Regions from separate parts of the Rattus norvegicus genome. Here region 2 is linked to region 1. Evidence: chromatin contacts called from public Hi-C data. All regions are on one chromosome and are shown on one strand. Each heading gives the region's core, a stretch centred on a gene start, on an enhancer-like site or on the middle of the called end of the contact. The rest is flanking DNA. Distances are from core to core; before and after follow the strand shown.

Region 1 (7,749 bases), core at 2,058-4,557:
AGTTAATATTGATAACTTATTTTTATTGCTTTAAGCTTTGCTCCTCGCTTACTGTTTAACTTTAAACTTCTGTTTCCCTCAATTCTAAAGTGAAATGTCGATCTCTCTTCCAGACAGTCTTTATCTCCTGCAAGGTTCCATAGTGGCGGATCACGACTACATTGGATTACCTGAAATCCCAGTTGGAACATACCAGGCTAATATTCTGGTGGAAGATGCAACGATCGGGATTGTTGATAATGAATTATTGATATCAAGCAAGGATCATGAACTCTTAGAATATAGAAATTCAAAAATCTCTGCGTTGGTAGAAGACCACAGTTCTCTTGAGAAACAGACTTTCAGTCTACTGGATTCTTCAAATCAAGTTCTTGAGTACCTCAGTTAGTGAATACCAGAATGAACTTCGAATGCTTGCATAGAATGTACATATTTCTAGTTTGTAAGTATTTTATCTATTAAAATAGGTTGTATAGAAGAGAAATCTTGGTACTATGTTAATAACTAAATTCTGAAAGTTTATTTTAAACCTTCCTAAGTTGTTACATGTTTGAATACAAATAAATATATGTAACAGAAGTATACACTGCATAGAACTCAGAAGTTTATCAGAGAACAGACAAACTATATTGCTAGGAAGTAAATTCTAGTAGTGAAATCTCTTTTTTTCTATATTGGTACAGCATTTTCTCTTCTAATTTTTCAGCAGTATAACCCCTTTAAATAAATTTAAACTAATTATAGTTTAGTTAATAATATTTGAGTCAACAATAACATAAATGAAATGAAACTTTATCTCTGACATTGGAACTTTTTTTAAAAGGTTTATTTATTTATTTACTTATTTATTTCATGTATGTGAGTTCACTGTCACTGAATTCAGACACACCAGAAGATGCCATCAGATCCCCATTACAGATGGTTGTGAGCCACCATGTGGTTACTGGGATTTGAACTCAGGACCTCTGCAAGAGCAGTCAGTGCTCTTAACCACTGAGCCATCTGTCCAGCCTGACGTTGGAACTTTTAAAGTGTGTGTGTGTGTGTGTGTGTGTGTGTGTGTGTGTGTGTGTGTGTGTGTGTTTCTGAATGTGGTGTATGGGACACGCTGATGCGGAAGGCGAATGGGCACCAGCCAGATTGAGCACTGGGATCCATACAGGGATCCACTGCAGCAGTAGAGCATACTCCAGCTGAAGGGCACATGACCGAGGGAAAGAGTGAACTCTCTGACCTCCTATCACAGACCAAAGACATTGCAGGTAGACTTCTAGAAAGAAACCAAAAAGGAGTGGGTATAGTAGCCTTAGCCTGCTCTTCTCAACAGAGCAGAACTCAGGAGGGAGCCTACTGCAGTGCCTACATGGTCGATGGTGATTGTGTCCTTTGTCAGCACAATGACGTCACTTTCTTCTAAGTTTCCTGTAGAGATCATCTGATTAGAAATTGGCCTATTTTACTTGTTCTATTTCAGGAGACCAGTTAGCTTTCGTGTTTATTTCTGAGCGACAGATTCTGAACAGCTAAAAATAAAGTTTTTCGTTCCTAAATAATTTCTCATCAGATTTTTGTGTGTGAGTCATATCAGGCTACATTATTCTTCTTGCAAATTATCCCCAGATCTTAGGGGCCTAGAACAATAAAGCTTTATTTCCTGGCCACCTGTGTGTCCTTCTTTATCATCAGTGACCAACTGATGCAGTTTCATCTCAGAAATGTCGAGGGATGGAGCTTAGTTCCTGAAATGGCAAAGGGAGGGTAACATCCTGAAATGAGCACTGGATCAGAGGGGACTCACCAAAACATTGTGCACTTTGCTACAATGGTTAAATGTCATGCTCTGCCATGGGTATAGAATTTCATTCTGTTTTGTAATTAGTGGTGATAATTTTTGCGGTGTGTATTTAAAAATTCACTGAAGTTTACCATCTCTAAGGGTGTTTCAAGCTTCTCCTTACTACCTTTACCCACTGGTCCTACCCCCACCACCACCCCCCACCCCCACATTGATAATAGCATCATGAGGACCCCGTGAAATAAGCTGCTGTGAACAACCACGTAAGGTAATTATCAGATAAATCACCCACAGAGTCTGGTCAGATTAGTAAAGAGCTTTCCCTTCCGAAATATTCTACAAAGAAAAGGAGAGATGGCCACTTCTTCAGGTATGTAGACACCAGCATAAGAATGTGAGAATCATGAATAATCAGAAACATTATACAACCAAGCTTTCAGAATAATCACCAATTGCTGGCCCTCAAGAAACCTCTGTAGAAAATGTGCATGGAAAGTTCAAATAATCTACAGGTGAACATAGGCAACTTTAAAAAATCTGAAACAATACATAGGAAAAGGAATGAGCGGTTTAGCAAAAAGAAACTGTGATAGACAATGTTAGTTATATTCCAGACACAGTCTAGAATTATCTTCGAAGAAGAGTTAAGTGAGGAATGTCTAGATTAACTGAAAGGCTCTTGAATGTGGTGTTTGAGGTGGGAATGTACAGTACTAGCTCGTAGTTGCTGGGGGCTGGGCTGGTTAAGAGTGATCTTTGTTGGAATTCGTGGAGGTGGACCTTTAGGACAAAGCCCCACCCAGTTAAACTTCCGACCTGTGGAAATGAAAGACCCAAGGAACTTTGTGCTCCAGAGAGGCAGCAACTCGGGAGTGACTGTCACACTGTCCCTGCTAAGGTCTTCACGTTTGGTGTGGTTGGAGTGACTGTCACACTGTCCCTGCTAAGGTCTTCACGTTTGGTGTGGTTGGAGTGACTGTCACACTGTCCCTGCTAAGGTCTTCACGTTTGGTGTGGTTGGAGTGACTGTCACACTGTCCCTGCTAAGGTCTTCACGTTTGGTGTGGTTGGAGTGACTGTCACACTGTCCCTGCTAAGGTCTTCACGTTTGGTGTGGTTGGAGTGACTGTCACACTGTCCCTGCTAAGGTCTTCACGTTTGGTGTGGTTGGAGTGACTGTCACACTGTCCCTGCTAAGGTCTTCACGTTTGGTGTGGTTGGAGCTCGTGCATCTGGATAGTGACTTTTCATCCAGAAAGGGGATGAAGTGTTTGAGAAATTAATGTTGCAAAGGTAACCATATCAAGAGTGGAAAACCAGTATCCAGATTCATGAGCCCTGCTTATATTAACTATAAAAATACCTTTACCTGACATAATCAAATTCTTAGGAACCAAAGAGTTTTTAAATCAGCAAGAAAAGAGCAACTTGTCAACTGAGAAAATGCCCCACCAGCCTGGATTGTGGGCAAGGCTGTGGTGAACATTCCCCTTCCTAGTGAGTCAGTGCATTTTTATTGGGGTTGTGAACAGGAGCAGAAGACTCACAACAGCTGTGTCACCAAAGAACAGCCCAACACGGGTGACAGATGATAAACACAAAATCCCCAGAGCTGTAGCAGCCAGACAGGTGGAGAATCTTCTCCTGGTAATTAATCTCCTCTCCCAGGAGCTGTTTACCATTTCTATATCCTTGGAATTCTGTATCCAAAAGAATTCTCAAGGTTTTATCCTTTTCGCCTGACCTTTGTTCAGTTCACAAGGAGCCTCCCACTCTTTCCTTGTCGGAATGGTTCATTGTGAAACAATCCACTCTGGACAGTTACCAGCAGCCATGCTACTTAAGCCAATTCGGAGTATTACGAGCCCTTTAATAATGGCCAGGCCAAGCATAGGTACTATCTCCAGTCCCTGTTGGTGCCAAAGCTCAGGAGTAATGTTTTAAACGACAAAACTGATAATTACATTAGTGCTGGGAGTAGGGTTGCATCAGTGAGGGGTTAGCATAGACTTCTAACATCTGGCTTCTGGCAGACCTACCTTAGCTGTATGGTGACATGTGGTGAATTCTCTCGACGGAGGACTGATGCAGCAGGATAGCAATCATTGTGGGTGGTGCCGTCTCAGGTGGTCTTGGGTGCTGTAAGAAAGCAGTCCAGTAAGCAACAATCTTTCCTGACCTCAGTGTCAGTTTCTGCCTCTAGGTTCCTACCCAGTTTGAGTTTATGTCCTGAGTTCCTTTGATGATGAAATATGATGTACAAATGTAGGCCAAGTGTAAGCCAAGCCCCAAGTTACTTATAGTCACGGTGTTTCATCAGAGCAAGAGAAACTGTAAGACAAATATCTATGCATTTATAGTTACGTTTTAGAGTTTTGTCTTTGTGTTTATCCATTAGTTGGAGTGGAAAGAGAAAGGTGGGGAGAGTGTGTGTCAGAAAACAGCTTTGTGAAATTGTTTCTGTCTAGTCATCTTTAGAAGCGTTATGGATCCTGAACTCAGTCCATCAGGCTCCCATAATAAATGTTTTACCCACTGAGCCATCTCCCCTTTCCAGTTAAGTAATCATCAATGCTTTCCAGGCATGCAAAATGTTGAAGGTTTTCTTCAGTAAACTACCTACATATAACACAACTAATATAATATAAAAATTAAAGTCAGAGTAGACCTAAACTGTTTAGTCCTAGACCTAAAGTTTCTAGAAGAAATCTAAAAAGTCCTGCTGATAATGATCTCCACAATGATTTTTGTATTTTGCCTCAAACACAATCAACTAAAGTAAAATAAGGCTTGTAGAATTGCATTAAACAAAAATCCTTCTACCCAGCAAAACAAAAAAGTGTAGGCACAACCTGTGGGATGGGAGAAAATGTACAGAGAAGATGTCAGTAGAAAAAGTAGGAAAGGAACTCAACAGCTAAGCGGCATTACTTTAAAACTGGTTGAAAAAATGGACAAAAAAATGAATAGACATTTCTCCATGGACAGGAGATACATGGAGAAAAAGATCATCAGTCAGAAGAGTAAGCATCAATAAACTTTGGCTATTCTTTTAAAAGGCGAGGTAGTGTGGTGGCTATTCTTGGCTGTCAACTTGACTACATCTGGAATTAACTAAAACCCCAAAATGGAGGACACACCTGTGAGGGATATTGGCTTAATTTTAACTGGGAAGATCAACTTCAAATCTGAATCTGAGGTAGGAAAACACAACTTTAATCTAGATATCTTTTGAGCCAGAAAAACCTACCTTTACTCTGGGCCACACTTCCTGCTGGAAGCTTATATATGGACATGAAAGGAGGAAATTTGCTTTTTGCCTACTTGCTCTGGCTTGCTAGCAAGTTCAATGCTTTACTGGCATTAGTGTCTACTACTTTGGGATTCCAGTATATACTGAAGAGCTGAGACAGTCTTGTGGACTGAGCAACTACTGGATTTTTGAACTTTTTTACTCATAGACAGCTATTGTTGGATTAGCTGGACCACAGCCTGTAAGTCTCTCTGTCTCTCTGTCTCTCTGTCTCTCTGTCTCTCTTCGCTATCTCTCTCTCTCTTATTCTCTTTGTCTCTGTCTCTCATTCTCTCTCTCTCTGTCTCTCTCTGCCTCTCATTCTCTCTCTCTTCTCTCTCTCTCTCTCTCTCCTCTCTCTCTCTCTCTCTTTCTCTCTCTCTCTCTTTCTCTCTCTCTCTCTCTCTCTCTCTCTCTCTCTCTCTCTCTCTCTCACACACACACACACCACAGGGAATTTATTTTATATTTATTATATATTTATTTTATATCTATATATCATATATATATATACATATGGAGAGAGAGATTCAGTCTGAAGTCCTATTACTCTGACTAATACAATAATAACTGCTGGTTATATATCTAAGGGAACTTGTCATATTTGGAAAAAAATATTTGTACTCACATGTTTTGTACAACACCATAATACTAACAATGAAGGAATAGTTAGGATCATGTGACACGTGTATTGAAAGAAATAACTTACAAAGGAAGGAAATTCTATCATCTTCCAAGTATAGTTTTATAGTAAGTGAGTCAAGAAAAGCGCATTGTATTGTGTGATATGGCCTATATATGAGCTCTCAAATTTTTCAAAACCATAGGAGCAGTTTGCAGAATGGGGGTTGCAGAAGTCAGAATTTGGTTTAAAGAGGAGGGGGCTGTCAGTGGGTAGAAAGTTTCGATGTTCTGAGTATCTAATGTGTATCACATAGAATTTGTCAATAATTCTGCATTGTTGAAATCTTAGATGTTCTCACCACACACAGAAATGTTAACTGTTAGTGTTAGTCATTCATTGCAACGAAATATGAGAAATAGATCAACATAGTGGGAATAGATTTATTTTGGAGTCTGGTTTAAACATTTTGAATCCATAGTTGCTTGGTGCTAACAATTGGCCTGTGGAAAGCAAACATCATGCACATGTTCCTCATATCACCAGACAGCACAGAAAAGGCAGCAAGGAAGGGAGGGTTAAACAATATAGGAAGCAGAAGAGAAAGGGTGGGCCGTGTAGAAACTGTAGCCCCCAAGGGCAACCTCCAATGGCCTGATTCCACTAAGTTACACCTCCCATGACTCTGTTCCCTCTACTAGTCCGTTCCATTATGAGCCCATAAATCTACCAACATGTTGATGAGACCCAGTCCTCCAGAGCCAACTGTTTACTTAAAAATCTCATTTCTGGACATTGCTTTACTGGGGACCAAACTTCTAACCCATGAGCTTTTCCAAGTTCAAAGCATTACATTCATCCACTACTCCTCAAGGTTCTTGCCCACAATGACCCCCAAAACACTTAGCCCATCTCTAAGCCTCAGTAGCCCCAAGAGTCCTCGAAAGTCTACTCTCTGCTCTTTTATTTAGGGCACCTCTTAGCTGACAGCTCTTGTAAAGCTCACCAGTGATGGGGTAGGCAGAGGGAAGATCCCCATTCTGAAAAGAAATTAAAGCGAGGCCGGAATGTAGCAGGGACAGTAGTAAATCCTGTAACTCTATATCTGTCATGTTAGACATGGGATCAGCAGAATGTGTTCCCAAAACAGTTCAGGCAGCCTGTGCCTGGGTGGCTGCAGTTCACATGTTCACACTTTTTTTTTTTAAGGATTTATTTATTTATTTATTTATTTATTTATTTATATAAGTACACTGTAGCTGTCTTCAGACACACCAGAAAAGGGCATCAGATCTCAATTACAGATGGTTGTGAGGTACCATGTGGTTGCTGGGATTTGAACTTAGGGCCCGCTGGGAGAGCAGTCAGTGCTCTTAACCACCCAGCCATCTGTCCAGCCCCACTCGTTCACTCTCTGCTTGCTGGCTCTCTTTGTTCTCTTTGTTCCTTTTGTCTTTTCTCAGAATGGCCCATGCTCCCAGCATCTACTTCCTAAGTTCTCCCTTGTACCTGTGGCTTCATTCTCACAGCTTTGCACAAGCTCTTTTCAGAGGCTGCTTGCAAAAGCCTCAAACTCTCACGCATTTTCTGGCCAGCCATGTTTTATGTGAACCCTCGGTGGAATCATCTGTGATTCTGTAACTCCTGCATTCCGTATGCCTGAAGAAACGTATGGGATCAAACCTCTATGTGTGACCAGTTGGAGCCAGGTATAGAGGAATTTTAATGCAATACAAGACTGCTCTGATGATATCTAAAGATCTTCTAGGTCTGTGTGATTCAGCCGGAATGCAGACGTACAACACACCTTAGAACACACCTCTGTTCCCTCTGGCTGGAATCCTTTAAACCCAAACAAGGATGTCTAATTGGGTCAAACAAGAACATCTAATTGAGGGGCAGACAAAGTGATGAATCAGAGAACAAGGTGACAGAATGAGTCAGAGATAGGACACACCCAACTCTCGGGAGCAGAGCTATTTAATAGCAGCTCCGGGAGAGAAAGTCAATTTTGTTCAGACAATTGAGTTCGGTTCAGCA
Region 2 (7,749 bases), core at 3,775-6,274, 350 kb before region 1:
GGAAGCAGTTGGTTTCCATAGATACGTGAGATTTCTATTTGTCACCCTAAATATGACTATTAGATATCTGAGGAGAAGGTGATGGTGATGGCTCTGGAGCTCTGAGATTGAGATCTAGAGTGAGAGTCTCTTGGGTTAGTCGTATGAACAGGTAGATGGTGTTCTGTGCCACGAGACCAACCAGACCCCAGTGTAGGTGTGTAGGAAAATGCCAAGGACCAAACCCAGGTGGAAGTTTCCAGCAAAGGGCAGAGGCTGCATCAGTAAATTGTGAGGGAAGCAAGAGCAGTCAAGAGTTCACAGTCAGCTGAGTGAGACATCACTCCTATGTAGCTGCCCGGGAAATGCACCCTTAGTAGGTGGGTGGATCTGTCCTTCTGAATGGCCTTCCCTTGGCTTGGCTTCTCTGTGTTTTTGTTTTCTGTTTTTTGTTTTCATTTTTTGCCTTTGCTTCCTCCCTGTGTGAAAGGCATGAATTCCCTTGAATAAACATTTCTAAGCAGTAGAAATTTATCCTTTTTAATGATTCAAAGATTTTGAAAGAGCTATCTCTCACCTATTTTCTCACTGTAAACCAACACCCCCTGTAATCACAAGCTTGAGCAACACAGACATGGGCTGGAGTTAGAAGCACGCTCAACTGATCCAGGAACGATGGAGAGGAAGAAAAGCTGCGAGCCACCAGTGTGTAATAGGACATCGTGTTTTCCTGATAAGTGTTCCATATGGGTTAAGTTAACGAGAAAACCACTTACTGCAGGGTATGAGACATAGTTTCAAATGTTGGACTAGAACTCATCTTCTCTTTCCATTTTACCCCGTTCTCAGTAAACTCCCTGTGTTTGTCTCATAAGTAACTATGTCAGATTGAAGTAAATTCAGATTTGCTTTTCTAAGACGTCCTAGAGCTTTGGTTCCAATTTTGTGCCTACTCAAAAATAAATTGTCTTTGGAGACCATATGCCCTGACCTAAAACCCTCCAAGGTCATATCTCAAGGCTGTGCCTCTCCTCCAAATCTCAGCTCTCTCTGTCTCAGGTCACCTGCTCACATATCTTGACGGCATCCTTCAGTACAGGGCTTCTTAAACAATAAGATCTCCCAAAATTTTTATGGTACTCTAGGTTGGAAAATACATTAAATAGATATACAGACCAAACACTTACTGAGGGTAAATCATGGAGAATCAATTCTAAAACAATTTCTTAGTATAGAGATAATTATGCTGTTTGCTAAATATGAAAGCAAATATTTACACCAAAAAGATGGATATGAGCCTTTACTTTTACCTAAAATGTTTCCAGTCTTAGTGAGCCTGGTGTTCTCCTTTAATCTCAGCACTGGGGAGGCAGAGGCACCTGGATCTTTGTTAGTTCGAGCCCACCTGGTTTATCTAGTGAGACCTAGGGTTAGGGCAGCCAGATTTACATGGTGAGACCCAGCATTAGTAAAGGAAGAAAGGGAGGAAGGAAGGAAAGAAGGAAGGAAGGAAGGAAGGAAGGAAGGAAGGAAGGAAGGAAGGAAGGAAGGAAGGAAGGAAAGAAGGAAAGAAGGAAAGAAGGAAAGAAGGAAAGAAGAAAAGAAGGAAAGAATGAAGAAGGGAAGGAGGGAGGGAGAGAGGGACAGGAAAAGAAAAAATAATTGAATATTTCATGGACCTGTGTATATAACCCCTTCATTTTTTTCTGAATTGACTGACATCTTGAGTTTGAAATGATGAGTGATGAAATTGTTGTTTTATATGAATAAAAGTTCAAAATGGCAAAAAAAAATACGTTTAGGGCCATTTCAGAATTATTGGAAATTGTGTCTTAATCACAAGTCCAAACTCGGCTGTCGTTTTCTAGTAAAATTCAAGTCAGCAACTGAAACAAAGAAAATTTTAAGTCATAAATGTCTAACACAATTCTAAATATAAAACTTGATACCTGAGGAATGAGGGTTTAAAATATTTATCAAAAAATGTGTTAACTATATCCTTCGATTTGTGTGAGATCAGAAACCTCCGTGCTTGTAGTAAATACACAGCAACTTCTAACACACGATATTCTCAAATCGAAGGCCGGGGTGCTGGGGCAGTGTTTGTTGGCCCTAGACGGTGTGGTGGCGTGCGTAGAACACCGTGTTCATCCATGCTCAAAGCCAAAACTGCAAGGAAGTCGTAGGTGCAATGGCGCAGACCCTGCTAGAAACTCCCGGACTCATTCTCATGTTTGAGTTCCCTGCCAAAGTTTGCTTTTATATAGCTGGAAACTTACTTTAGTCTCCAATCCCAACGGTCAGTTCAGTTTTAAAAGTTGGGCTTGCCAGATATGGGTGTCTCCTGAGAGTCTCTCCAGAACCCTACTGATACAGATGAGAACGGTTGCAGCTAACCATTGGACTCAGCCCGGGGACAGCAATGGAAAAGTTAGAAAAGGATTGAAGGAGCCCAAGGGGTTTGCAACCCCATAGGAAGAATAACAATATCAACCAAGCAGACCCCACCAGAGCTCTCAGGGACTAAACCACCAACCAAAGAGTACACACGAGGGACCCATGGCTCCAGCCGCATATGTAGCAGAGGATGGCATTGTCTGGCATCAATAGGAGGAGAAGCCCTAGGTCTTGTGAAGGCTCCTTTCCCCAGTGTAGGGGAATGCCAGAGCGTGGAGGTGGGAGTGGGTGGGTGGGAATGGGAGCCTCGTCATGGAAGCGGGGCGGGGGGCGGTAGAGTAGGGGGATGGGAGAGGAGGAAAGGGGATAACATTTAAAATGTAAATACATAAAATATCCAGGAAAAATAAAATTAAAAAGAAGAAGAAATTGAGCTTGCAAGAAAGGTCTAAGTCTACAAGAAGGTGAGAAAACTCTGCTGTAAAAATTGAGTTCATCATTTTCTGAACTCACAGAAATAAGCCAAAGAAATGCACAGTGGGGAAATAGCCATTCAGAAAAAGGAAACAGGTGGGTTTGAAGATGTGTATGTGCTCCAGAATCTTTTTTTAACCGAAAATACATTTTCATTCTGAAAAAAAAAATTTAACACCCCAAACAGAAAAATGTTATTCCCCTTCCCGGTTTCCCCTCCGAAAACTCCCATTCCATCCCCCTGTCCCTGCCTCCACGAGGGTGCTCCCCCCACCCACTTCTGTCCCACAGGGCTGGCATTCCCCTATGCTGAGGCATCAAGCCTTCACGGGGTTCCAAAATCTCTCTTTTTGGGGGGAGGGGATATTTACATTTTAATTGTTATCCCCTTTCTCCATTTCCCCGTCCAGAAACCCGCTCTCCCTCCACTGGCAGCTTATATAGTATTTCCTGGTACCACTGAAGCAGGATAGATGGCTCCAGCTTAGACTCTGAGTCCCATGTCCAAACATGTGATGTCTACTTGTTGTCTACAAGAAAGTTATCTTGGCTTTAAAGATTCACGCCATCTAAGAGAATGGACAGAACTGTTCCAAGCGAGTGGGATCAAGAAGCAAGCAGACATTGCCGTCCTAATATCCCACAATATAGACTTCACACTCATCAGAGGGCACAAAGACAAGCTCTTTAATCTTTTTTGTTTGTTTGTTTTGTTTTTTGTTTTTGTTTTGGGTTTTGGTTTTCTTCTTTCCATTTTTTATTGGAAATTTTATGTATTTACATTTTCAAATGCTATCCCCTTTCCCCCTCTTCCATACCCCTGCCCTCTCCCCCTCCTTCTATAAGGAGGCTCCCACTCCCACCTCAATGCCCTGGCACTCCCCTACACTGGGGAAACGAGCTTTCACAGGACCAAGGGCTTTTCCTCCTATTGATGCTGGGCAATGCCATCCTCTGTCGAATATGTGGCTGGAATCATGGGTCCCTCCACACATATTCACTGGTTGGTGGTTTAGTCCCTGGGAGCTCTGGGGTATCTGGTTGGTTGATATTGTTCTTCCTATGGGGTTGCAAACTCCTTCAGCTCCTTCAGTCCTTTCTCTAACTCCTCCATTGGGGACCCTGTTCTCAGTCCAATGGCTGGCTGCAAGCATCCACCTCTGTATTGACCAGGCTCTGGCACAGCCCCTCAGGAGACAGCTATATCTGGCTCCTGTCAGCAAGTACATCTTGGCATCCACAATATTGTGTGTGTTTGGCGACTGCATATGGGATGGATCCCCAGGTGGGGCAGTCTCTGGATGACCTTTCCTTCAGTCTCTGCTCCACACGATGTCTTCGAATTTCCTCCTGTGAGTGATTTTGTTCCCCTTTCTAAGAAGGACTGAAGCATCCACGCTTTGGTCTTTCTTCTTCTTGAGCTTCATGTGGTTTGTGAATTGTATTTCCGGTATTCCAAGCTTTTTGGATAATATCCACTTATCAGTGGGTGCACACCATGTGTGTTCTTTTGTGACTGGGTTACTTCACTCAGGATATTTTCTAGTTCCATCCATTTGCCTAAGAATTTCATGTAGTCATTGTTTTTAATAGATGGATAGTACTCCATTCTGTAAATGTACCACATTTTCTGTATCTGTGCCTCTGTTGAAGGACATTTGGGTTCTTTTCAACTTCTGGCTATTATAAATAAGGCTTCTGTGAACATAGTGGAGCACGTGTTAGAGCATCTTCTGGGTATATGCCCAAGAGTGGTATCGCTGGGTTCTCAGGTAGTGCTATGTCCAGTTTTCTGAGGAACTGCCAGGCTGATCTCCAGAGTGCTTGTACCAGCCTGCCACCAGAATCTTAAAGATCATCCATCTGTCTCCAAGTCTATCTTCCTTCCATAAACCCTTCTGTGTAATTTAGACGACGCCCGGTAGGTGGCGCAGCTTACTCACAGTTAGTTTTCAAAGTTACAGTTTGCAGTCGTTAGAAACACATGTCTTGTAAATGCTGGAAGGAAAATGAGAACTAATCAACAAAAGAAGAAAATGAGTACTGAAGATGATACAACATAAAGTCCATTAATTAAGTTAGGTGATTGCTCGCTTGAGAATCCCAAGCTCACAGGCTTAGGCACTTTCCACTCTGAAGCCCCTGTTGGCAGTGACACAGGCAGCCACTTCCTGTATGAAAGGGTGTTAGGCAGGCAGTAGGTGATTGGATGAGCTCGTACCTGCGGAGATGCTCTGTTAGAACTACTTATACAGCGTTAAGAGGGCTTTTCCTTGCAAAGGATAGGAATAAACCCCTCCTTGGCCTCCTGTACATTTGTTCGTCCACCGCCTTCTGCTTTTTCTTTGCAACGTTCCTTTTACAAAATCAATGTTCAAGTCACAATTTATAAGAATTTTTTTCCCAAATGATATTCTTCCCAGTCTTCCCAGACTGACCAGTGCCTTTGTTCACCTTTAAAAGGGCTACTCTTTAGGGAGTTTTACACGCATTCAGTTATTCATCAATTACTTGTGGACAGCTTACGTTATGCCTGAGATACCACTGTCAACGCTTCTCTTTGGGAAAAAAAAAATGACACAGAGTAACTTTCGACACTGGCACAGTGAATTGAAGGGAGGGGCTTGAGGCTGGAAGTGTGTTTCCTCTTGTGTCTAACTAAGCAGCTGGTCTCTGTGATAACAATGTGTCCAAAGATCCTAGTGAAGGATGTAGTCGGAAGAAACTGGGGACCTGAAGTGAAACACTGAACCATTTGAACAAGTATTGAGAGTCCATCAAGTTGCTTCTTACAGATGGCACAAAGAATTTCCTTCTGAAATTCAGATACTGTGCCTCTTTTCCTCCCATGACAGAACTAAGCTCTTGAGACAACCCTGATGACATGCTGAAAGGAAGGAGGACATCACAAAACAAAACACAAAGGCGGCAACAACAGTAACAAAACAAAACAAAAAACTGGCCAGAAGAACACACTGTAGAACTGCGGCACTCAGATGCCTGAGAGAGCCTTCAAAGCAACCTGTTCCATCTCCTCTCAACTTTTTCAAAAGCATCAATGGAAAGCTACAGTTAGACTCACCCAGAAGCTCGTCATAGATCCCAGGCATCGGCATCTGAAAAGACAGCTGGAGCTCTATGGAATCCTGATATTTTTACCAGTCCTTTGCCTCTCAAAATACAAAACCAAACAAAACCAAGAAAACACAGCTATTCGTCCTCGTAATACCAGTTCTTCAGAAGAATGGGGAGAGAGATAAGTTCACAAAATTTTCACACACACACACACACACACACACACACACACACACACACACACACACTAGTGTTAAGAGAGCCTTGACTTTCTCATTATGAAGAAGAACTGGTAATGTTGGTGATTGTTGACTTGCTAATCTGCAAAGAGGCAGATGATTTCTTTCTGCACTTGAGCAAAGTTGGGGCATCAGGCAGGCTTTGGGGCCACAATATTATGTTTCCATATGGATGGTGGCATTTTGAGAACAGTGATGTACAGTTTCTAATTCTTGAAGTCTTGAGCCTTCACCTCATCCTGTCCTTGGGGCTCCGTGAGGAAGAAGCCCTGGTGGTACTGAGCCAGGGGGTAGGAAGGCTGCCCTGCCCACTCGTGTTGCAGAAGATATTTCAAGAACACCATCGGACTCTGTTCACATTTGTCTTAGAAGGCAGACTCTGAGCAAAATAAGCTAAAGTAAATTTGGGTTGGTGACCTACCTTTTTAATTAAGTATTAGGGTGTTCGCTAACCCTTCTATCTATCAACTCCAATAATCAAGGGCAAAGGTCAGGCTGTCTGCTGTCTGGTTGGTATATGGTCACCAGACAAACTTAATGATTTTTTTTCTTATTTCTTATATCCTCAAAAACAGGAAGGGAGAGGATCTGACTTCTTTATTTTTTTAATTGACTATTTTATTTATTTACATGTCAAATGTTGTCCCCCCTTCCTAGTCTTCCCTCCACAAACCCCCATCCAATCCCCCCTTCCTTTGCCTCTAAGACGGTGCTCCCCCACCCACTCCTGACTTCTTTCTTGTACTGAACTTTCTAGTAAGTTGTAACTGATGACAGTGCCTTTGGAAATCTTGATCCAGATGCCTGAAAACCATTTTCAAAGACTATTAAAGCACTACATAGTTGCTACTTCAACAGAAGGAGAGTCAGTCAACTAAATGCCTTTATTATCACAGGGCAGTCATAGGGAAAACACTCAAGGGCAGACTCCTGAGATAAATTACCCATGAGGTGTAACTGTCCTTTTTATTTTCCCTGTGGGATAGCTTTATCCTCATTGTTTACATGAAGAGTATCCACTTGCAGATCTGCCCTTTCGCCTCAGGACGAAGATAATGTTTCCATTTCAACTGAGTCATCCCCGTCCTAAATATTGCACAATGTCACGGCCTGACATCTCCAGTTTGTTTTGGCCAAACACAGCGACAGGGCAAGCCAGGCTGAGGCTCTGAAATCTCTGTGCGCACTCTGCCATTTTGTGTGCTGGTCGGATGAATGCCTAAGGTTGTGAAGAATTGCAGTACTGAGTGAGTTACAAAGGGTGAGACATCTTAAAATAAAAACCTTTGAGGTGGAGTGCCTGGTCAAGCGATAGGAAAAAAATATGCTCTGAAATCACACAGGGGACATCTGCAATTTGAAGCTTTTTTCTTTTCAAATTTGAAATAGAGGGAGCTCAAGGTCAGTTTAATATTAATTCTCCTCCAGTTCTTTCATCCAGATATCAGGTTGCATTTGAATCCCGCAACGAGTTATGAATTTAGGTCACTTTGGCCTTCAGAGGAGAGATTTCTTGATAAATATTCTGTATCCGTCTATTTGGTCTTCGATATCGCAGAAAGTAAAAATGGCCAAAACTTGCCTT

What was found. Hi-C and Micro-C count contacts between places; a contact is called where the count stands out from the background.
Region 2: a Hi-C map of the A7r5 cell line shows a contact between it and region 1, with 13 times the contacts expected there. The contact joins two enhancer-like sites. A contact is called at or near these places in 7 of 12 Hi-C or Micro-C datasets (the A7r5 cell line, Schwann cells, frontal cortex and 4 more).

Annotation. Positions count from the first base shown.
Region 1 is chr9:105,734,824-105,742,572 of GRCr8, reverse strand. Gin1 (gypsy retrotransposon integrase 1) reads left to right here. Exons shown (of 8, transcript NM_001025012.1): 8 at 114-484. The coding sequence ends at 388. It also overlaps a transcript of Ppip5k2 not described here. Among named protein-coding and RNA genes, the nearest start is that of Gin1, 24 kb to the left of the region's middle. Within about 2 kb of position 3,307, at least 2 of the 93 cell types and tissues checked have an H3K27ac peak or open chromatin away from gene starts, as enhancers often do. A contact at or near this core is called in the A7r5 cell line, where this site is marked.
Region 2 is chr9:106,088,341-106,096,089 of GRCr8, reverse strand. All of the region lies in intron 9 of Pdzph1 (PDZ and pleckstrin homology domains 1), which reads left to right. Among named protein-coding and RNA genes, the nearest start is that of Pdzph1, 84 kb to the left of the region's middle. Within about 2 kb of position 5,024, at least 5 of the 93 cell types and tissues checked have an H3K27ac peak or open chromatin away from gene starts, as enhancers often do. A contact at or near this core is called in the A7r5 cell line, where this site is marked.